Regions from separate parts of the Mus musculus genome. Here regions 2, 3, 4, 5, 6 and 7 are each linked to region 1. A link is a contact called in public Hi-C, HiChIP or PLAC-seq and promoter capture Hi-C data. All regions are on one chromosome and are shown on one strand. Each heading gives the region's core, a stretch centred on a gene start, on an enhancer-like site or on the middle of the called end of the contact. The rest is flanking DNA. Distances are from core to core; before and after follow the strand shown.

The links. Promoter capture Hi-C pulls out the DNA fragments that hold promoters and counts their contacts. A called contact is a pair of places that touch in the nucleus more often than the background predicts. HiChIP or PLAC-seq counts read pairs in DNA pulled down with a chosen protein or histone mark.
Region 2: a contact with region 1 is called in an H3K27ac HiChIP or PLAC-seq map of double positive thymocytes, with 5 times the contacts expected there. The contact joins the promoter of H6pd here to the promoter of Ctnnbip1 in region 1. A contact is called at or near these places in 3 of 115 datasets of contacts at active chromatin or transcription factors (double positive thymocytes, memory CD8 T cells and pancreatic cancer cells) and 1 of 9 other capture datasets (liver).
Region 3: a contact with region 1 is called in a Hi-C map of B cells, with 2.2 times the contacts expected there. The contact joins the enhancer-like site here to the promoter of Ctnnbip1 in region 1. A contact is called at or near these places in 1 of 39 promoter capture datasets (pre-B cells), 1 of 484 Hi-C or Micro-C datasets (B cells), 1 of 115 datasets of contacts at active chromatin or transcription factors (trophoblast stem cells) and 1 of 9 other capture datasets (embryonic stem cells).
Region 4: a promoter capture Hi-C map of pre-B cells shows a contact between it and region 1, with 2.2 times the contacts expected there. The contact joins the promoter of Spsb1 here to the promoter of Ctnnbip1 in region 1. A contact is called at or near these places in 1 of 39 promoter capture datasets (pre-B cells) and 1 of 115 datasets of contacts at active chromatin or transcription factors (microglia).
Region 5: a promoter capture Hi-C map of pre-B cells shows a contact between it and region 1, with 4 times the contacts expected there. The contact joins the promoter of Dffa here to the promoter of Ctnnbip1 in region 1. A contact is called at or near these places in 11 of 39 promoter capture datasets (the C10 cell line, the SN4741 cell line, cranial neural crest and 7 more), 1 of 484 Hi-C or Micro-C datasets (muscle stem cells), 3 of 115 datasets of contacts at active chromatin or transcription factors (bone marrow-derived macrophages, extraembryonic endoderm stem cells and trophoblast stem cells) and 4 of 9 other capture datasets (adipose tissue, liver, macrophages and 1 more).
Region 6: a Hi-C map of bone marrow-derived macrophages shows a contact between it and region 1, with 17 read pairs. The contact joins the enhancer-like site here to the promoter of Ctnnbip1 in region 1. A contact is called at or near these places in 3 of 39 promoter capture datasets (embryonic stem cells and stem cell-derived epiblast-like cells), 15 of 484 Hi-C or Micro-C datasets (the AML12 cell line, the CH12 cell line, bone marrow and 10 more), 10 of 115 datasets of contacts at active chromatin or transcription factors (the 230-238 cell line, T-cell acute lymphoblastic leukemia, craniofacial prominence and 7 more) and 5 of 9 other capture datasets (adipose tissue, embryonic stem cells, liver and 2 more).
Region 7: a contact with region 1 is called in a promoter capture Hi-C map of pre-B cells, with 2.5 times the contacts expected there. The contact joins the enhancer-like site here to the promoter of Ctnnbip1 in region 1. A contact is called at or near these places in 6 of 39 promoter capture datasets (the C10 cell line, cranial neural crest, embryonic stem cells and 2 more), 2 of 115 datasets of contacts at active chromatin or transcription factors (embryonic basal ganglia and microglia) and 4 of 9 other capture datasets (adipose tissue, embryonic stem cells, liver and 1 more).

Annotation. Positions count from the first base shown.
Region 1 is chr4:149,516,821-149,519,569 of GRCm38.p6, reverse strand. Ctnnbip1 (catenin beta interacting protein 1) reads right to left here and starts at 1,329. Exons shown (of 5, transcript NM_023465.4): 1 at 1,191-1,329. Gm24381 (a small nuclear RNA gene) reads left to right here and starts at 2,288; the gene lies at 2,288-2,391.
Region 2 is chr4:150,001,891-150,004,639 of GRCm38.p6, reverse strand. It overlaps H6pd (hexose-6-phosphate dehydrogenase (glucose 1-dehydrogenase)), which reads left to right and starts at 1,404. Exons shown (of 5, transcript NM_001291004.1): 1 at 1,404-1,608.
Region 3 is chr4:149,075,057-149,077,805 of GRCm38.p6, reverse strand. It overlaps Pex14 (peroxisomal biogenesis factor 14), which reads left to right. Exons shown (of 9, transcript NM_019781.3): 2 at 1,739-1,786. Among named protein-coding and RNA genes, the nearest start is that of Gm46722, 22 kb to the left of the region's middle. Within about 2 kb of position 1,410, at least 72 of the 459 cell types and tissues checked have an H3K27ac peak or open chromatin away from gene starts, as enhancers often do. A contact at or near this core is called in B cells, where this site is marked.
Region 4 is chr4:149,953,633-149,956,381 of GRCm38.p6, reverse strand. It overlaps Spsb1 (splA/ryanodine receptor domain and SOCS box containing 1), which reads left to right and starts at 1,376. Exons shown (of 3, transcript NM_029035.2): 1 at 1,376-1,529.
Region 5 is chr4:149,102,737-149,105,485 of GRCm38.p6, reverse strand. Dffa (DNA fragmentation factor, alpha subunit) reads right to left here and starts at 1,344. Exons shown (of 6, transcript NM_001025296.2): 1 at 1,100-1,344. The coding sequence starts at 1,235.
Region 6 is chr4:149,143,196-149,145,944 of GRCm38.p6, reverse strand. It overlaps the pseudogene Rpsa-ps12. Among named protein-coding and RNA genes, the nearest start is that of Cenps, 7.0 kb to the right of the region's middle. Within about 2 kb of position 1,329, at least 21 of the 459 cell types and tissues checked have an H3K27ac peak or open chromatin away from gene starts, as enhancers often do. A contact at or near this core is called in the CH12 cell line and bone marrow-derived macrophages, where this site is marked.
Region 7 is chr4:149,214,106-149,216,854 of GRCm38.p6, reverse strand. It overlaps Kif1b (kinesin family member 1B), which reads left to right. Exons shown (of 49, transcript NM_001290995.1): 28 at 1,830-1,948; 29 at 2,691-2,749. Among named protein-coding and RNA genes, the nearest start is that of Pgd, 49 kb to the right of the region's middle. Within about 2 kb of position 1,319, at least 35 of the 459 cell types and tissues checked have an H3K27ac peak or open chromatin away from gene starts, as enhancers often do.

The sequences.
Region 1 (2,749 bases), core at 80-2,579:
CTGTCCTCATGGACCACACTGGCTCTACCAGGAAGCCATGAGTGACACACTGGCACTGAACAGTTGGCACCTTTATTTGTGATTCAAAGTCCTGCTTTGAATCCAAGGAAGTGCTGGCGTCTCCAGACACCTTCATGGCAGCAGAGATCAGTTATCACAGGGTTTCCAGCCAGGAACAAGAGCCTGGTGGTGGTAGGAGCGAGCCAGAAGCCAAGAAGCCAGAAGCCACTTGAGAACTAAATCTCAAGACAAACTGACTTGCCTCCAGATCCCACAGCAACATACTCTGTGCCTCAGTTTACCCAGCAGTTATCTAGGCACACTTCCTTTGGATCTGTAAGTGACAGGAGACAGAATAATTAACAGCTAGAGCATAGTTAGATCCTCAGATAGAAAGTGCTGCAAGCCGCACGTCTCATTATTCATAAAACTCTTGATCCCCTTGGGCCTTCCCATGAGCTAACCGGCAGAGTTACTCCTAAGTCAAGTTCCATACACAGAAGCATGCAAAGGCTGCAGGGCCTCTGCAGGTAAAGTGTCCAGAGCTCCAGGCTCACGGAAAAGGGAAGTGCAACCTTGATAGGGGTGGCAAAAAGGAGGGGATACATGCAATTTGGAGGTCCGAGTGGTTAATCTGCAGGCTCACGTTCCCAAGTGCCCTGCGAAGGTGAGACATGTGTCTCTCACATGTACCTTCCAAAAACACCAAGGAGAGGTGGAATCAGGGGAGCGGACGGTGCATTTAAACTAGAAAGGGAGGAAGGGCAGCTGGGCGGACAGACAGACCTTGGCAGCATCTAGGAAGGGAAACATGGAGAGTCAGGATGCTGGGAAAGAGGTGCGGTAAGGTGAGGAAGAGACAGGGCAATGGGACCAGGAGGGTGGACAGACGATGACAAGCACGCGGGCCCAGAGGGGTGAGCAACTGGGACACCTGTGGAGGAGACCCCCAAGAGAAAGGGAGGAAGGCAGCAGGGTGGTCTGCGGCGGGAGGTAGCAGCGCCGGGTGTGGTGGGGACGACGGGTCCAGGCCCAGGGCGCCGCGCCAGCGGAGCCGGCCCGGTGGGTCTCTGCGGGGTCGAAGGTGCCTTCCGCGGCCCCTCCCCGGGAGACAAAGGGCCGGCGGCTCCCCCGCGTCCCGGCGCAGCGCCGGCCCCCATGCTGCGGTCGCGGCCCGGCCTCGCGCTTACCTGGGCCGCCCGAACGCGCGGCGCCGGGGGCTGCGGGTCCGGAGCGCGGCGGCCTGTTCCGGGGCGCGCTCAGCCGGAGAAGCAGCCGCGGCGGCGGCAGCAGCACCAGGAGCGGCCGCCTCAGCCTCCGCCTCTCCGTGAGTCACCGCGGCCGGGAGGGAGGGAGGCGCCAGGCTGCCGGAGGAGGGACCGGCGGAGGGGGGCGGCATCAGGCTCCGCGCGCGCGGCGGAGGCGCGGCGCCGACCACGCCCCAGAGGGAGGTACCCTGAGGGGCGGGGCCTGAAGGGGTGGAGCCCCTAGAGCGGGAAAGGAACAGGCATTGGTTAACACACCTTTGGGGCGGGCTGCTTGCTGGAGGGCGGAACCCTGAGCCTCAACACGAGAAGGACAACTCATTGGTCATCTCTGGTTGAGGGCGGGACCAGAGGCTCGTGGGCGGGGTCTCGCGGTGGGTGGGTAGGGGCTCTGTCTGTACTGAGAACCCAGGGGAGGAGCAGGCGAGGCTAGAGTGAGGGGTCATATAGGGTAGAATTTTCACTGAGGCCACTTGACCCAGAACCCCAGAAAGAATGAAATGGAAGAGGTTGCAGACTATTTAGTGGCGTGGGCGTGGTATCTTGGAACAGTTAGGTCTGCTCTTGAATTTGGGGCCTAGCCTGGGGTCTGTGAAATCCAGAGTGCCCAGGGCCTCTGTGATTAAAATCTTTCTACCGGCAGTCTTGCTGTATCTGGAGAGGTTGAAAGGGGAAAATTGTTCATTTTCGGCAAATTGCTTTTAGTTTAAAGGCACATGAATGCTTAAGAGTGGTATCATTTCCAATTTATTTTTGAAAAATTTATGTGTGTGCCTCCATGTTTGTATGTGTGCCACATGTATGTCTAATGCCTTGGCATGGATTCCCTGAAACGAATTACAGACAGTTGCGAGCAACCATGTGGGGCTGGGAACTGAACTCTGGTCCTCTACAGAAGCAGCAAGAGCTCTTAGCTGAGTATACTCTCTGCTAGTGTCCATGGGCACCTACCCATGGTATACATACAACAGGCATCCACACATAAAAATCAATTGAATAAATAAATTTAAAAACTAAAAATGGTACTCATTCCGGTAGCATACATACTAAAATTGAAACAATACAGAGATCAGCATGGGCCTGGCACAAGGATGACACACAGATCTGTGAAGCATTCCATAGTAAAAATAGAATTTTAAATGACAAAAACTAAAACCTTAAAAATACAGTAAACTGTGTTTGTTTTTTTTTTTGTTTGTTTTTGTTTTTTTGTTTGTTTGTTTGTTTTTTTCAAGACAGGGTTTCTCTGTGTAGCTCTGGCTGTCCTGGAACTCACTCTGTAGACCAGGCTGGCCTCGAACTCAGAAATCTGCCTGGCTCTGCCTCCCAAGTGCTGGGATTAAAGGCGTGCGCCATCATACCCAGCTTGTAAACTCTTGTGTGTTGTTGTTATATGACTATGCCTGGGGAGAGCAAACATCTACTCACCTCAGACAGGGAGCCAACTGCAGACCAAAACTCTACCAAAATCCAACTTGGTAAAC
Region 2 (2,749 bases), core at 155-2,654, 480 kb before region 1:
AAGGAAGGAAGGAAGGAAGGAAGGAAGGAAGGAAGGAAAGAAAGGACTACTGAGGGAAATAGAATAGGGAGGAGGCATGAGGTGGAAGTGGAAGTTCTAGTATTTTGTGGAGTGGTCTGAGAAAGCCAGACTGAGCAAGCGGTCTTGCTGAAGCTGGTGAGCTAAGGTGCCATGTGAGTACCTGTGGGGGAACGCAGCTCAGAGAGAAGAGCCAGAACAAAGGCCCCGAGGCAGGAGGATGGCCAGAATAGTACAGGAGGTCAAAGAGATGATGGTAAGATGCTAGATTGTGTAGACTCTTTCTTACCAACAGTGAGGGTCACTCTGGCCCCTGTGCTAGGCTCAGCTCTGCAGGGGCCATAGGAAGCTATGGGGGGGGGGGGGCGTTCTGCAGTAATCCAGACAGAGGAGATGGCAGGACAGACAGAGGCAGTGAGAGACACTGTGCTCCAAACCTGTGTGAGCTTTGTTGTGTTTGTGTGCACGTGTGTGTGTGTGTGTGTGTGTGTGTGTGTGTACGTGTGTGTGTGTGTGTGTGTGTGTGTGTGTGTGTGTGCACATGTGGAGCTCAGAGGACAGGCTGTGCAGCTGGATCTCATCTTCTACCCTGCGGTTCCTGTGGCGGGAACTCAGGTCATCAGGATTGGTGGCAGACACCCGAGCTGCCCCCAAATAGGGTTTGAAGGTGGACACCTGTATCTGCCAACAGACCAGACACCGCTAAGGTTTATGATCTGAGTATGTTGTGTTTACTGGGACTGGTGGAGACAGCATTTGAAGCAAGTTGAGAGATGTGGTAGGCCATGCCAGAAATCCCAGTGCCAAGGAGGACAGGGCTGGAGCATACCAGGCCTGAGGCCAGCCTGGGCTACATAGAGATGCCTTGTCTCAAAAACAAAGAACCACAAACCTGAAGGGAAGGGGAGACAGGGAGGGGAGATGTGGGGAGGGCAAGGAGGGAGTAATTTAAATTGTGGTTAATAAACCAGTTGGATTTAGATGTGCCTAAACCCAGTCAGCATTCAACTAATGTGATCAGAGCTCTGATCTGAGTATGAGTTGATTGACCACTCTGGAGTGAGGTGGGAAAGTGCAGCCAGGAAATACCGGTTTGGCCACACGATAGCAACTGGCTGGCCAGTGCTGAGCAGCTGCTATGTGGGAGGTGGGGCCGGGGAACTTGATTTATGATCTTTGCCAATATCTGGGTTATAGATGTCCCCCTAATGAGCCATTATCAAGAGCATACATGACAGCAAAAAGTGATCCCGTGATCAGGAAACATAAGTTTTGAGTGTCTATTGACCTTTGTTCTTAATGGAATTTGGTTGGTTATTCATTTATGTAATTTCACTTTATTAATGGCTGTGTTTAACAACCAGCTGGGAAAAATACCGGAAATTTTGCAATCAAAACATTGCAAAAAGGTTCAAAGGGGCTTTGAGTGCTCCTCCGGGCTCCCAGTTATCTTTAGAGGAGGCCGGAGAAAGGGCTCTTTGGACTTAGAGGAGAGCTTCATCTGGAAGTGCTGGTCCCCAGATTGGCCATGAGGGGACCAAATGCAGACCAGGGTTGACTGACACCAGGTTGTGTTCTTTGCCTGCACTGGTAAGTTTGGCGTCGGAGCCCCGGAACTGGAGGGGACGCTTGGCTGATAAGGATGATTTTCTAAATGTTCTTTCATCTGAATTCTTGTTTCTTTTCCAATCCTTTTAAAATTAGTATTTATTTTTATTTTTTGTGCATTGGTGTTTTGCCTGCATATGTGTCTGTGTGAGGGTGTCCGATCCCCTGGAACTGGAGTTACAGACAGTTGTGAACTGCCGTGTGGATGCTCAGAATTGAACCCCGGGTCCTCTGGAAGAGCAGCCAGTGCTCTTAACCACAGAGCCATCTCTCCAGCCCCCCAATTTCTTTTTAAAAGTCCAGATTCTGGGGCTGTGATTAGAGGCACCCCTCTTCTTGCCCCATCCATGGGAAGCAGCTTTGTCAATGGTATCTGAGGGGGTAGAGTAGGGAAGGGGAGGTAGGTAGTGGCTCCTGATCTCTCTCACTCACCCTCCCACCCATGTCTGTGGGCATAGAGACTGTAACTAGCCCGCACCAGCCCTGCCTCTTGGTGCTGCTGGACTGGGCAGGGACAGCTTTGGGATGGCTGGCCATGTGCCTCTTTCCAGTGAGGGTGACAGGAAGATGGAGCTGGACTCTGCCCCTGTTCACCATGGCTGGCCAGATCAGTCTTTCCCCTTCTGGAATGTTAGCAGGGCCTCTGTCTAAAGGGCGAGTCTCTCCCAGGACGGCCTGTCAGAGTAATGCATTCTTGCCCAGAGCAAGCCCGCGTGCCCTCCTGCTTGCTGACTCCCACCGCCTGTTTTATCTCGTGTGTCCCCATGTCTGTACGCGCACCATGTGTATACTTAGTGTAGGGTCCCCTGGAACTGCCGTTAGGGATGGTTCCGAGCCACCGTGTGGCTGCTGGGACTGGGTCCTCTAAAGTGCCGAGTCATCTCTCCAGCCTCCACCCTACTCCCCACCCCTTCTGCTTTTCTTTCTTTTGACATGGGGTTGCTAAGTAGCCCAGGCTAACCTTGAACTCACAATCCTCCTGACTCCTAAAGACTGAGACTGTGGGCTTGGGTTACCATGTCCTGTTCCAGCTGTTGGTATGAATAAAATTTGTTATACAGGAAACTGTCTTCCACCCTCTTCTGTTGTTGTTGTAGCTGTTGTTTTGGTTTTCCAGACAGGA
Region 3 (2,749 bases), core at 161-2,660, 440 kb after region 1:
AGGAACAGCTTGTGCAAAGCCCCTCCTCAGAGACAGCAGAAGCCAGAGTGTCTGTTACGGATGGGCTTGGGAGTTAGGCAGTAGAGTCTTGACATGTGCTTAGAATAGATGGGAGGATTCCAAGACCGCGCTGAGGACTTGTTCTTGTCTTATGAGAACAGTAAGGAGCTATTGATGATGCTTATGGGCGTGGATGAGTAAGTAAGGGAGATGATCGAGTTGCCCTTTACAAATGATTTGGGTTTTGTGTTGTGGAAAGTGAATTGGAAGAGAGCCAGCACGAGACCAGGTAAGCTGATTAGAAAGCATTTGCCGTGGTCCAGGCAAGTGATGCTGGAAGCTTGTACCAAAGTGATGGCAGCAGAGATAAAGAGAGGTGGAGGGTTGACTCCATGGCTACGTAGGAGAGATGATGGGCAGGAGGAGATGAGGGGTACTTTGGGAGTAAGGGAGGGAGCTCTTGAAGACCTTCCAGCAGTTACTGGAGGGCAGGCATCCATGGCAGTCAGGGCAGTCTGTGCTAAGACTTGAAAATCTAAGGGGAGGCAGGAAGGAGGCCTGGAGGGTGGCACAGGGAGAGAAAGGTCACTAGGTATGAGGACTGACCTCCAGTTATAGTTTCAAGCTGCCTGGCCTTCTGCTCTGGGGTGGTGGAGCTCATAGGCTAGAACTCTGGATAAAGTGTGTGGTGGCAGGCAGCTGTGCGGTAAGGCGGTCTTTAGGAACCTTCTCTAGACTCTTTCCTCTCTCAGCTTCTGCCCTCTTCATAGGAGGCTGGCACAGGCCATCTGAACTAGCTGGGAGGCAGAATGGTGGCCGGCTCCTGGGATACACATTAGCTGCCCTTGTCCGGGTGTTGTCTGTAGAAAATTGACTTTAATGTCAGTAACAGTAAAAAACTAACCACAACTCAGGCCGGCCGCTTGTCTCATCCTTCTGGAGATTTGTGTCTTGCTTTAGCACCCTATTCTTGCTCTGAATTTTAGCTAGTTCAGTATAGGGTTGAAGGTATGAGAAAGGCTGTGGCCCAGAAGGAAACAGATGGGAGCCTGGCCGGCAGGTCACAGTGCTATTGCTTGCTCATAGGCTGCTCTGTTTATTTCTCAGCCTGACACCAGATTATTTCTTAACCCAGAGCAGGTTGTTAGTGATGGGCAGTGCTGTAGCCAGTGCCGTAGGCTGGGGGCAGTAGTGGTGGGGTGCATTTCTTTGATCCCAGCGCTGGGGAAGCTGAGACAAGAGGACCAGGGCTTTAAGGTTACACTTAGTGATACGGTGAGTTGGAGGCCAGCTTGGGCTACATGGAGACACTGTCACAGAAGCGAAACAATCCAAAGAAAGTGGCACTTGGCTGCAATGAGAGAAAACCCCTTAGTGTGGGTTGCCGATGCCCCCCTGTGGCTGCCTTTTGTTCTACACTTTTGCTCTCTCTGTAGTTCAGTCTATCTGTGACAGTGGTAGAAAAGCATGTAGACCATTCTTAGGCCTTTTTCTGGCCTTTTTTGTCATGGTCCACATCCTTCCTGATTGCATCTGATCCTTGGTCCTCCTGAGAAAAAACCAGCCCTGTTCATGAGGGGCTATGGCTGTGAACCCAGAAACAGTCTGCAGACTGAGACTCGCAGCTCCTGCTGCAGGAGCCCGTGGAGAACAGAACCGACCTGGGTGCACTGCCTGTTTTTCTGATGTCCATGAGGTGGCACTGTGATCTTACTTTTGTTTCTGTTTTTCTTTGCAGCCAAGCTCTCCTCCAGGAAGTGAAAATGTGGTGCCCCGAGAGCCACTGGTAAGTATGAAAGACCTGGAGGAGCCTATGGCTGCGCCTCGAATCAGCGGCCTGCATGCTTGGAGGCAGGACCTGGTGACCCTTGCCCCTGACCTCTGGCTTGTGACTTCTGCTTATCAGGAGGGAGTGACAAGACCTCTTGGAGCACCCATCTCTACAGTCACATGGCACTTTGTTTGCTGCTGCTAGTAGGACTAGGTGACAGCAAGGTTGCTGCTTGTCAGCTTCACACTGTCAGAAACCTGAAGTAGCTAGTCTTTGCTTCTCAGTGAAGCACCCGGGGTGGGGTGGGGTGAGGTGCCCTTTAAGGACCAGGTAAGAGGAAGGGTTCTGGGGTTGCTTGGTCTGTGGTTCTGTCTGTGATGGGTGGCACCCATGGTATTGTAGATTCTTGATAGGAAAGAAACCTACTGAGGGTTGAAGGACCTTTTCTCTTTCTAAACAAGGAGGGCCACCCTCTGGAGCTCAGTTTGTCCTTGCACTCACTATGTGGCCTAGGCTGGCTTCCTGCTCACAACAGTTCTCCGGGCACAGCTTCACAAGCGCAGCAGGTAGAGGACAAACACCACTGCTCTCAGCTAAGGAACTCTGTTTGCAGAGTGGTCTGAACCAGAGTCCCTGCCTGCCTGCCTGCCTGCCCTGTTTTCACTGTTTGGCATTTCAGGACTTGATGTCAGTCCTGTGGGCTGGGTAGTAAGACCGGTTCTGTGCAAACCAGCTCAGTTTTAGGGGCGCGCCAGCATTGGGTTTAACGTTGCCAAGACTTTCCTGACTTGGAGTGGTGGTAGCGGTGAGCGTGGGGCGATCTGCCCAGGCTTTGTTTCCGTAGCCCGGGCAGTCTCCTGCTTTCTTCACTCTTCCCCGGCCGAGCTGGAGAGGGTGGCGTGAAGCCCTTGGCTGCGGTGAACAGGGCCAGGTTCTAGCAGGTTCTAAGGCTTTCTAGGCAGAGGGCGAGATAGATCT
Region 4 (2,749 bases), core at 127-2,626, 440 kb before region 1:
GCTCAACATATGGAACATGCTCTCTTTCCAAGCTATATGGGTCAGTGGCTGCCGTGCTCACAGGGAATGCTTCAAATTCCCAGACTTTGAAGAGTCCAACAGGAGGGAGTCACCCCCCTGAGTCACCGGCAAGGCTGCCTGCTCGAAGAGCCAATAGCGCCCCGGAGAGGCCGCTTTCCCCACGCAGACCCACCTTGTCCATAGCAGTCTGGAAGCTTCTGTGTTTTCAAACAAAATTGGCAACAGTGAGGTGGTTGGAATCTACACAGTAGCCTCCGGCCCTTCGGGTCTTTACAGTGAGTGATTAAATAACTTCAGCGGCCACAGTATTTATAGCAACTTCTCTAGCATCCCTCCCCACGTATGGGTGAGGAGTGGGAAGATCTTAAGGGGATATCGCGAAGATGGGAGTGAAAATTCCCTCAGTCACCTGTGACTACTCTCTTCTGTAATGACGGGAAAGGAAAATCCCTTTCAGACTAGAGCTTCTAACGGTGTACTTTTAATGTGAAGTCCCTGTCGCTTGTGCCATCCTAAACTCATTGTCTAGGTACTGTGGACGCCTATGCGACCAGGACCTCGGGGTCTTGAAGTTCTGAGTTGCCTGTCTGTCTCCATGAGCGCGGAAACAGTAAGTATAGAGCAGCCGGATTACACATGGACTCATAGACAGTTCCTTTGCACGACAGCATTACAGAACCTTAACCCGGAGTTTCAAACGAGTTAAGCAAGATCTTGCTCCTGTGATTACTGCTATAACCTCACCCTGCCAAACATTTTTTCCCTAAAGAATGAACCTCAGCTCCTCAATACAGTGCTGGACACCACCGCAGCCCCCGCGCAGGTTTTCTGTTATTATGATCCTGGCCTTAGGTCCAGCCTTTCCTAAAAACTTCTCCAGAGGAATCAAAGCTCTTGCTGCAGAGGCCAAGGCAGAGCGATGTATGTCTGAGCCTACAGCCCTTCTGCAAGAAGGTGGTATCGGGGGCTACAGAGTTCGCAAAGCCCCAAGCCTGCCCTGCCTCAGAGCCCTGCGCGCTCCGGGCTCTCGGGCGACCAGCGCCGCTCAACGCTAGGAAACCCAGCGCTGGGTCGGAAAGTAGAGGGGCGTGGCAGGAGAAGGGGCGTGGTGTAGGGCGGGGCTAAGCGGGAAAGTGCGGAGGGGAGGGCTGTGAGGAGCGCCAGGCAGAAGGGAGGGTTGCGATAAAAAGGGCGTGACCTGAGGCGGGGCGTGGTGAAGGAGCGTGACATGGGGCGTGGCAGGGCAAATGGAGGCGGGGTGGAGCGTACAAGCCCCGCCCACGGCGCGTCCTTCTTTTTTCTCCGCCCTCCCACCTTAGAGCTGTCGGTGGCTTTTTCTTCTCAGCGCAGGAGTCGCGCTCGAGCGGCCCGCGCGCTTGCTGCAGGAACCAGCTCCAGGCGCTGGCGCCGGGGCCACGGGGAGGAAGCGACTTCGCTCTCTGCAGCGGGCGCGGCCCTGGGCACCGCGAGCCTCCGGAGCTCCAAGAGCTGCGGCCTCTCTGTGCGCGGTAGGCGGCATGGGACACCGAAGACCGGTTGGGTGGGCGCGCGTTCGGGCTCTGGGATCCGGGGATGGGGGAGACACGGGGACCACCACGCTGAGAGAACTGAGAGGGTGGGCGCGGGGCAGAGCGTGGGCATAGGGTGGGCACCCGGCGTGGAGCCATGATCGATCTTGGGTCCCCGGAGAGGGGCCGGGCGCCGCCCAGTGCGCTGCCGCTTCTGCTGCGGAGGCTCTGGGGTCCCACCTGCGGGGGCGGCATTGGGTGGGGACCTCAGTGGAGCGGGGACAGTCGCTCCCTAAGATGAGCCTAGGCTGCAAACCGAGAAAGAGGCCTGGGGCTCTCCTTAGTCCCAGGGCGCCTTAGGGTTCTGATTGTTGAGGGGGACTCCCATCGCCAAAGTCGAGGGGACCCCTTCTGCCCCATGCATCGCGACCCTGCTGAGTTAAGTTAGTTTCGCTTTTCCCGCCAGTCCGGGCTCTGATTTGTAGCGGCCCTAGTCCCCCTTCCCGATCCGGCCCCCGTAGCGCCTCTCTCTGGGAGACTGCCTGGTGACACTGCGCGCGGCGCCAGCCACCCCGGAGCCGCCGATGCTTCTCCGGGCAACCGAGGTTATGTCAGGAAATCGATGGAAACAGAGAAACAAGAGCAGCCTGAATCGGATGGTAGAGCAGAGGATGAGTTGTCCCGCGCCTGACGAGTGTGCGAGGACTTGCTAATCTCCAAGTTTAAGGATGTGCCATGGCAAAGACTGAATGTTCACAAATGGTGCCTGTGAAGATGTTTGCCAGCCAGGAAGTTGTGTGTGCTTTTGCGAATGAGAGTGTGACCTTGTGAGTTTCTGTTCGTGTCTGTTGTTGTGTATCGTTGTGAATATGTGTGTTTCCTAAATGTTCTTGCCTGTCTGTGAACAGTAGTGGGGCTGGCCATTGGCTCTGGAAGGTTGTGGAGTATAACTCCCCTTGCTTGGTTGGTTTTGGTAAGTGGGGTATTGCTGGAGTGCTGGCTGGCACCTTTCCAGGGAAGCTCCTGCCAGCTGAGCGGGGCTCAGGCTCCTCTCTCTTTTTCTCTGAACTCAAGCTGTACAGTGTGGTGGTGAGCTGGCAGAAGCTGCTTCCTGAGTGAGTAATAGTTAATTAAACACTTTAGTTAGTAACATCAGAAACTGCTCATGAGCTGAGTTTTAACAGGTGTTTATGGTAAGAGCGCCAGCCCCCATGATGAAG
Region 5 (2,749 bases), core at 95-2,594, 410 kb after region 1:
CTGAGCCATCTTTCCAGCATCCTCACATAGGAGGCATTTGAGTCTACATAAATAAGCATCCAACCAGAGGCTGGTCTGATTACAGTGGACGCGTAATGCTGTCCCTTGCTCATTTATTCGGTGGTAATCTTGAATTCTACACATCAAATGTCAGAAAACAAAAAGTAGGTGGTTTATTCTCTCTGTGGCTATCTTCTTTTGCAGTTCTTCTAGACTGAAGGAAACTACAGTATTGGCAGAAGCTTTACTCAGTGTCATTTCATTTATATTATTGCCAGGCAAGAGGCTTTCCATAAGGCTGTCATCACCCAAAATAGAACTGCCAGTCAGTCTGCTATAGGCTCTGCTGCAGAGAACAGAAGTCTCTGGGGCCAAGGACACCCAGCCAATGCAACTGAAGTGGCACTAAGCTGAACTAACCTTGTGCTGGGGTGAAATGCAAGCCTTGGTGTGACAGAACCCCTGTCACCAGATCAAACCCTGCTCCTGGGTCTCAGTAGCTAGCTCTCCGGAAGCGATGCACACCCTGGCACAGGTGAATCCGTGCCCGGAGCTAGCTGACATGAAAGACCTGCAGAACTTCTTTGAGTATCTCATTTGTTGCTACGGGCTAATAACGCTTGTAAGTAACCATTGAACAGACCATCTCACTTGAGAGTCCCAAGAATCCTTTGAAGCAAAGTTGAAAATACACCCACTACACGGCTGAGGAAACTAAGGGTCCAGAGATGGTTAAATGCAAAGTATAGTCAGGATCAGAACATGGCTCACGTTCCTTACTTGGACTCTAAGGGCAGGCACTGACAGCTCCCTTTTAATGGAATAGGTACTGAGTGCGGACTCCCATTCCCATCCCGTCGGGGAGCCCCAGTACCGCCTCTGTGAGCCAGAGTGGACAGAATACGCTGGACTCGGTTTGGTCCAAAATCAGGTCAATGAACCTGGACCTGCACAGTTTCCCGTCCCCTTCACGGCTCCTCTCAGTGTAGGTAAGTAAAAACGCCAGGAATCTGTCAATCACTGGACCCACGTGGGTCCCTGCAGTCCCTAGGCTCTGGGGTCACCTTCCCGACCCCGCCCGGTCCCCTCAGCAGCCAACCTTTGCTCCTCAGCTCCTCGAGACTGGAGGCTGCCACGCCGTGCTGATCGCGGCTGTGGTTGCGGCGTAGCAGACACGGTTTGAGAGGCCGGACATCGTCCGGGTCTGGGGCGCTGGCTCCCCGCGACAGCTCCATCCTCAAAGTGGGGACCTGGCGACTCTGGGAAATCCCAGGTAGCCCAGAGCCCCTTCCCTAAGCTTTGACAACCTTCCTCCCGCTGCCTGACGGGAGATGTAGTTCTCTCAGCAAGTTACGCGAGACCAAGGCACGCCGGGAGATGTAGTTCTAGTGGCGGCTAATCACGGGCGTTCCAGGGCACGACGGGAATTGTAGTTTCTGGGTTCAAAGCCAGGGGCGGGGGGGATTCAGTTTAGGGAAGTGGTCCAGATTGGAGATTTCTTTTTTTTCTGTTGTTTTCTTTCCCCTACCCTGTTACCTTCCCCTCCTTTTCTTCTCTAAAAGACTGTATGATGGAAAACCCGGGGTCTCATGTATGGTAAGCATAGTTCTACACTACATTGCCAGCCATATATTCATGTTTTTTTTTTTTCCTTTTTAAAGATTTATTTATACATAAGTACACTGTAGCTGTCCTCAGACACACCAGAAGAAGGCATCAGATCTCATTACGGATGGTTGTGAGCCATCATGTGATTGCTGGGATTTGAACTCAGGACCTTTGGAAGAGCAGTCAGTGCTCTTAACTGCTGGGCCATCTCTCCAGATGCATATTCATGTTTTAAGAGTTGCCATTGAACTGGGTGTTGTGGCTCAGGCCTTTAATCCTCAGGAGGCAGAAGGATCTTTATGAGTTCCAGGGCAGCCTGGTCTACATAGTGAGTTTCTACACAGCCAGAGCTACATAAAAGAGAAAATTGTGTGTGTGTGTGTTTGTGTGTTTTTCAGGACTGGTTTTGTGACTTTTGAAGTTTAAAGGATATGATTTACAAGCAAGTTGAAATATTAAGTAAACATTTTACATTAAGTTAAATAGCTGACAAGATAGCTTAGTGGGTAAAGGTGCTTGCTGCCAGTCCTTACACCCTGAGTTTGATCCCAGAGCCCAGCATGGTAGGAAAACAGATTTCCAAAAGTTGTTCTCTGATCACACAACCTGACATTTGTATGCATGCATGTATGCTCATGTGAACACATACCCCCCCCACACACACAAATGGTTGCTATGAAATTATTATTAAGTTTTTAAAAGGAGCTGGTTTACTTATGTTTCTTAAAATTTTATTTTTGTAACCCAGCATGCTGGTGAATACCTTTAATCCTAGCTCTTGGGAGGCAGAGGCAGTTGTATCTCATTGAGTTCAAGGCCAAGGAGAACAAGCCAAAGTTACACAAAGAAATTCCGTCTCTGGCTGGTGAGATGGCTCAGTGGGTAAGAGCACCAGACTGTTCTTCCGAAGGTCCAGAGTTCAAATCCCAGCAACCACATGGTGGCTCACAACCATCCGTAGCGAGATCTGACTCCCTCTTCTGGAGTGTCTGAAGACAGCTACAGTGTACTTACATATAATAATAAATAAATAAATCTTAAAAAAAAAAGAAATTCTGTCTCAAAAACCAAAATTAATTAATTTTTTGTTTTGTTTTGTTTTTCAAGACAAGGTTTCTCTGTTTAGCCCTTGCTGTCCTGG
Region 6 (2,749 bases), core at 80-2,579, 370 kb after region 1:
TGGTCTACAGAGTGAGTTCCAGGACAGCCAGGGCTACACAGAGAAACCCTGTCTCAAAAACACCCAAAAAAAAAAAAAAAAAAAAAAACCCAAAGTTTAAGATCACCCTGAGCTATATAGCCAGTTTGAGGTGCAGGAGACAACATTGTCTCAAAAAACCAACCAAGCCAAATAAAAACAAAAACAAAAACAGAGAGGGGGGAGGAGAGGGAGGAGAGGGAGAGAGAGAGAGAGAGAGAGAGAGAGAGAGAGAGAGAGAGAGAGAGAGGTGATAACTGGACAATCTCAGACCAGAAGTGCCTGTCAATAGCACACATTCTGCAATCTTCAGAAAATCCCACCGGCCAGCAAGGTAGCAGTGGTAAACCCTTTAATCCCAGCCCTGGGGAAGCAGAGGCAGGTGGATCCCCCAGTTTGGGTCTATCCTGGACCACAGAGTAACCCTGTTTCAGAAAAAGAAGGGAAGAAAGGAAAGAGAAAGAAAATACCACTTGCCAAACACACCTCTCCCAGAGAGGAAACTTGGATATGTGGCTGAGATGGGGAATGTGTGCCTCATCTGGGATTTCCTGAGGTCACATATGTAAGACAGTGTGTGTCAGGCCTAAGTGCTCCACATGTTGAGTGACTGGTTAGTCCTCTTGCTCTCTCTGAACTCAGCGGTCTCATCATCTCAGACTGTCAGATGGGTCAGAAGAGGTTAAGCTGTCCAACCAACATAGCAGGAGCCTGAATCCCGGCAATCTGATGCCAGGGGCCGGACAATGAGACGGCCCTCTCCTTATGTACAAACCAGATATTTGTACATAAATGCCTCTCAGTCGTTTGTCACAAGAAGTGTACACCTACTATGTGCTAGGTGCCATTTCCCCAGTGGTGAGAGAGACAAGCAGGAAATCCTGACTTGCTATTTGTTAATGGAGACTGCTTTTCAAATCCGTACTTTCCAGTTCAGTGTACGGGAAAACCAATTAAAAAAAAAAAAAGAGGTTTAATTGAGCTGATATTTGCGGTTTCCTGTTAATGCAGCTAAAAGGGGCTCAGGAAGTCTTTAGTGTCTTACGTGTGCTAAGGATGCTGGGAAGTGAGCAGAGGTTATGAAGGTGGACATAAGAGCTTGGCTCTTCAGGAGCAAATCTGGCCTCTACCCACTTGCAAGCAGTTTAATCCTGTGAAGAACTCTTTTGTCCCTGTAGCTATTTCTCCTTGTGAAGTGGGCCTCACATAGGCAGATGAGACAGAAAGCCAGCGCCTAGGATCATGAGGGAACAAAGCCAGCACTCTCTGCTAACTACAAATACCGGGCAGCCCCAACTTTGATCACAGTGGAACAATGGTGACACCTAGTGGCCATTCTGGGATCCTGGGCCATCAGTTGGAAAGTGGGCCAGCATCCTGCAATAAGCTGCTTCAGAGTTTTATACTCTCAATTTCCACAGGTCATCACAGTAATGTTCACTAGCCCTGGGAATTGACCGCTTCAACACGAGATAGCATGTAGGGGACACAGAGTGGGACTGGCTGAGAGGTGATAGTCACTGATTTTGTCTTTCTGAGACCATTTTGCTCAGGTAGCCAGAGCTGGCTTTGAGCTCACTATCTCCCTGCCTCAGCCTAAGGTGTTCACCACCATCCTGGCAATGTAGATGATTTTCATAGGGAGACGCTGCTGAGGTAATGGGGAGACTGGAGTGATTAAGCCCTCCGGAGGTGCCGGGTGGTGGTGGTGCACGCCTTTAATCCCAGCACTCGGGAGGCAGAGGCAGGCGAATTTCTGAGTTCGAGGCCAGCCTGGTCTACAGAGTGAGTTCCAGGACAGCCAGAGCTATACAGAGAAACCCTGTCTCGAAAAAACAAAACAAAACAAAACAAAACAAAACAAAAAAACAAAAAAAGAGAAGACCTCCAGAGGCTTAAAACATGGATGATCAAACTTAATGATCTGGGGTCCTGCTGCTGTGGAGAATGGAGTCTAGCTCTAGGTGGAGACAGACCCTTGTCTCCTCTCTTAGGGCTGACACAGTGGGACAGCTCAGGGACCTGCCAGGGGACACTCCTATGGAGGCAAGTTCACCTTAAGGCTTTTCCTGGCCGGGATTCCTGCTCCCTAGCGCCACTCTTACTGCTGCCAGGGTGTCCTGCCCTCTGTCCCCTTCTTGACTCCTCCCTCAGAATTGTTCTCTTCTCTTCTGTCTTCCTCTTTCTGGCGCTGGCAGAGCCTAACTCGGGTGTTTCAGGCTTCCCTGTTCTTTTAGAAAAGCTCTGTCTTTGTAGATGATAAACCAGCCTGCCTCCATCTTGGGCTTAAAAGACATTTTATAGTAAAGGCAACTGAGGTTCATTCCTGTTTACCATTTAATCTGTTTCTCAAGGAGTGCTCTATGCCCCACCTGAAACCTTAACTACAAATGGTTACTGTACTGTACTGCCTGTACCAAGAAATGGCAACCATAGCTTTGCTTTTAAAAGTTATTATAGGCTTTCTGCGCTACCCGGGGACGGGTCTATACGGCGTTGTTCTTGATTCCCATCGTAACTTAAAGGGAAACTTACACAATGTCCGGAGCCCTTGACGTCCTGCAGATGAAGGAGGAGGATGTCCTCAAATTCCTTGCTGCGGGAACCCACTTAGGTGGCACCAACCTTGACTTTCAGATGGAGCAGTACATCTACCAAAGGAAAAGTGACAATATCTACATCATAAACCTGAAGAGGACCTGGGAGAAGCTGTTGCTCGCAGCTCGAGCTA
Region 7 (2,749 bases), core at 70-2,569, 300 kb after region 1:
TGGTTCCATATGCCTAATTCTTAGTTTTTTAAACTCAGTCACAGTAGTGGTGTTTGACCCTGCTTGTAATCCTCTCTAGATTACATGTTCATGCATAAGTTTCTGTTGAACCGAAGTTTAACCCTCTGTGTTACCATTCCCTCCCTTGCTTTGGAGCAGACTGAAAGGGAATTGCACACCATGATACTATTTCCTGTTCATTTGCAGCTATTTTTGTTCGCTTATCATTCATACTTCATTTGTGTTCCTAAATGTTATTACTGTGATGCGTTTTACCCATTTTGTAATTGCTTTTGTTGTTTTGAGTTGAAATCCCAGGCTTTTACTCCTTCATTCTTCTCTCCTTGTAACATAAATACATGTTAGGACAGGAATGCAGCAAACAGCTGTGTGTCTGGGTTAGATATGTTAAATTTCCTGGTGTGGTATTTTCTCTTTGTCTTTTTTTTTTTTTAATGTACAAAAATCAGCATATACCAAGTGAGAAACCAGGGGAACAGTAGGAATTAAATTCCACTTTTCTACCATTGAAACAAGAGCACTTAAGATCTGTGACTACTTAGTTCTAACTGCTTTAAAACACATGAATAAGGCAGATGAGAGAGCTCAGTTTTGACGTCATTTCCTACCATGTCAACCACCTGGCTTTGGTGCATGTGACTCACATGGTAGAAAGAAAGTACAGACCTTTCCACGGCTGTTTTCCATCCTCCACGCTCTGTGTGCACATTATCCCCTCACCTGCAAAACACACGCGCGTGCATATGCGCGGGCACACACACACACACACACACACAGAAGCAGACACATGCACGCACACATGTATATACAGTTGAGTAAGAGCATATTAAATTAAAAAAAAAAGAATTTCTACAAATTAATGAACCTTTTAAAAGCACAAACATGGTAGGACTTGTCTAGTTTGTTAGAAATATATCAAGTGTCAGCCAGGTCTGGTATCTCAGGCCTGTAATCTCAGTTAGTAGGAAAGCTAAGACAGAAGGATTGAGAATTTAAAGCTTGCCTAAGCCACGGAGTGAACTCAAAGCCAGCCTGAGTAATTTAGTGAGACCCTGTCTCATTAGAAGGGCTGGGTTTGTAGCTGAGTGTTGAGGACTTATATAGCTAAGTGTGAGACTCCAAGTCTCTCCCCCTAGGGCCCCAGAGAAGGAAATAAAAGGAGGCAGGAGAGACCTGTCAATTCCCTTTTGTTTATGATTTTGGTTTGAGGATCAAAGGCCAACTCTACAGGGCCAGCTGAGTCATCTTAGGATTTATCTTAATTCCCGTTCAGTCTCCAGCAAACTCACTTCACAGACACATCTGGCCACACAGGCTTTCTGCCTTCGTGGCTGGTTCTCACCTTTAATAGTCCTTTAAGTCAAACAAGACTCATAGTGCTGGGATGTAAAGTCCATTTTAGTGCTAGTAACCACTTCACTCACACTTCCCTGCCCTCACCTCCTGGTTTCTGTTGTGTGTGCGCCAGATCTCTTGGCGCATCTTCACTTCTGAAGAGTAAGCTCTTCAGTGGGCTCCCCTGTCCTGGGCGGTGCCCACAGCACGCGAGCCTTCACTTTACTCGTCACTCTTCTTCCAGTGGGGCAGCTTTTTGTAGAGTGATTTGGTCTTTGTCAGCTGCTCTGCCATGCTTTTTGCACTAGCTTTTGTATTGATTATGTATTGAAAACACACCTGGAAGCAATTCAAGAGATCAGAATTCAGAGGTGACCTTAAAAGGCCCAGAAGCCAGTTGAGTTTGGGGAGGCAGAAAGCCCTCCGCCTCCTCCTCAGATTTGCTGATGCTTGTCTCTGGGTTCTGTCTACAGGGCATTTGTGTACTTGAGCAACCTGCTGTATCCGGTGCCCCTGATTCACAGGGTGGCCATTGTCAGTGAGAAGGGGGAAGTCCGGGGATTTCTTCGTGTGGCTGTGCAGGCCATTGCAGGTGAGTTAGAAAAAGATGATCAAAGCCGGGCATGGTAGTGCACGCCTTTAATCCCAGCACTCGGGAGGCAGAGGCAGGTGGATTTCTGAGTTCCAGGCCAGCCTGGTCTACAGAGTGAGTTCCAGGACAGCCAGGGCTACACAGAGAAACCCTGTCTCAAACAAAACAAAACAAACAAAAAAAAAAAGAAAGAAAAGAAAAAGCAGGCTAAGGGTTGGAGTGATGACTCAGCAGTTAAGAGTACTGGCTGCTCTTACAGAAGACTCAGGTTCAATTCCCAGCATCCACATGGCAGCTCACAACTGTGTAACTCCAATTCCAGGAGATCTGACTCCCTCACACAGACACATATGCAGGCAAAACACCAATGCACATTTAAAAAAAAAAAAAACAAAAGAAAGAAAAAGAAAAAAGGCAAGCTAGCTTCTTGATGCAGGTGACACTTCAGTCGCATATGTAGGTGGGGGTATGCTTGTTCAGCTTGGGGAGGCTGCCATTAGCTTCCTTTCTGTTAGCTTTACCCCCCTCCCCAGCACTCAAGTGTCACTTCAGTGGGGGATATTGCTGTATCGGGGAAACTGGTGGGTAACATAAATAACTCTTGGATTGACTTGGTAGAAGCGACGAGCAGTTTAGACAGGCGTAGCGGATTGTGTTGTTTGACGCCAAGCTGAGCGCCAGAGTAAGCCCCTCCCCCCACGCGTACTTCCATTCAGTCCTTGCTGGCTTTCTTTCTGTTTAGCGGATGAAGAAGCCCCTGATTATGGCTCTGGAATCCGGCAGTCGGGAACAGCTAAAATA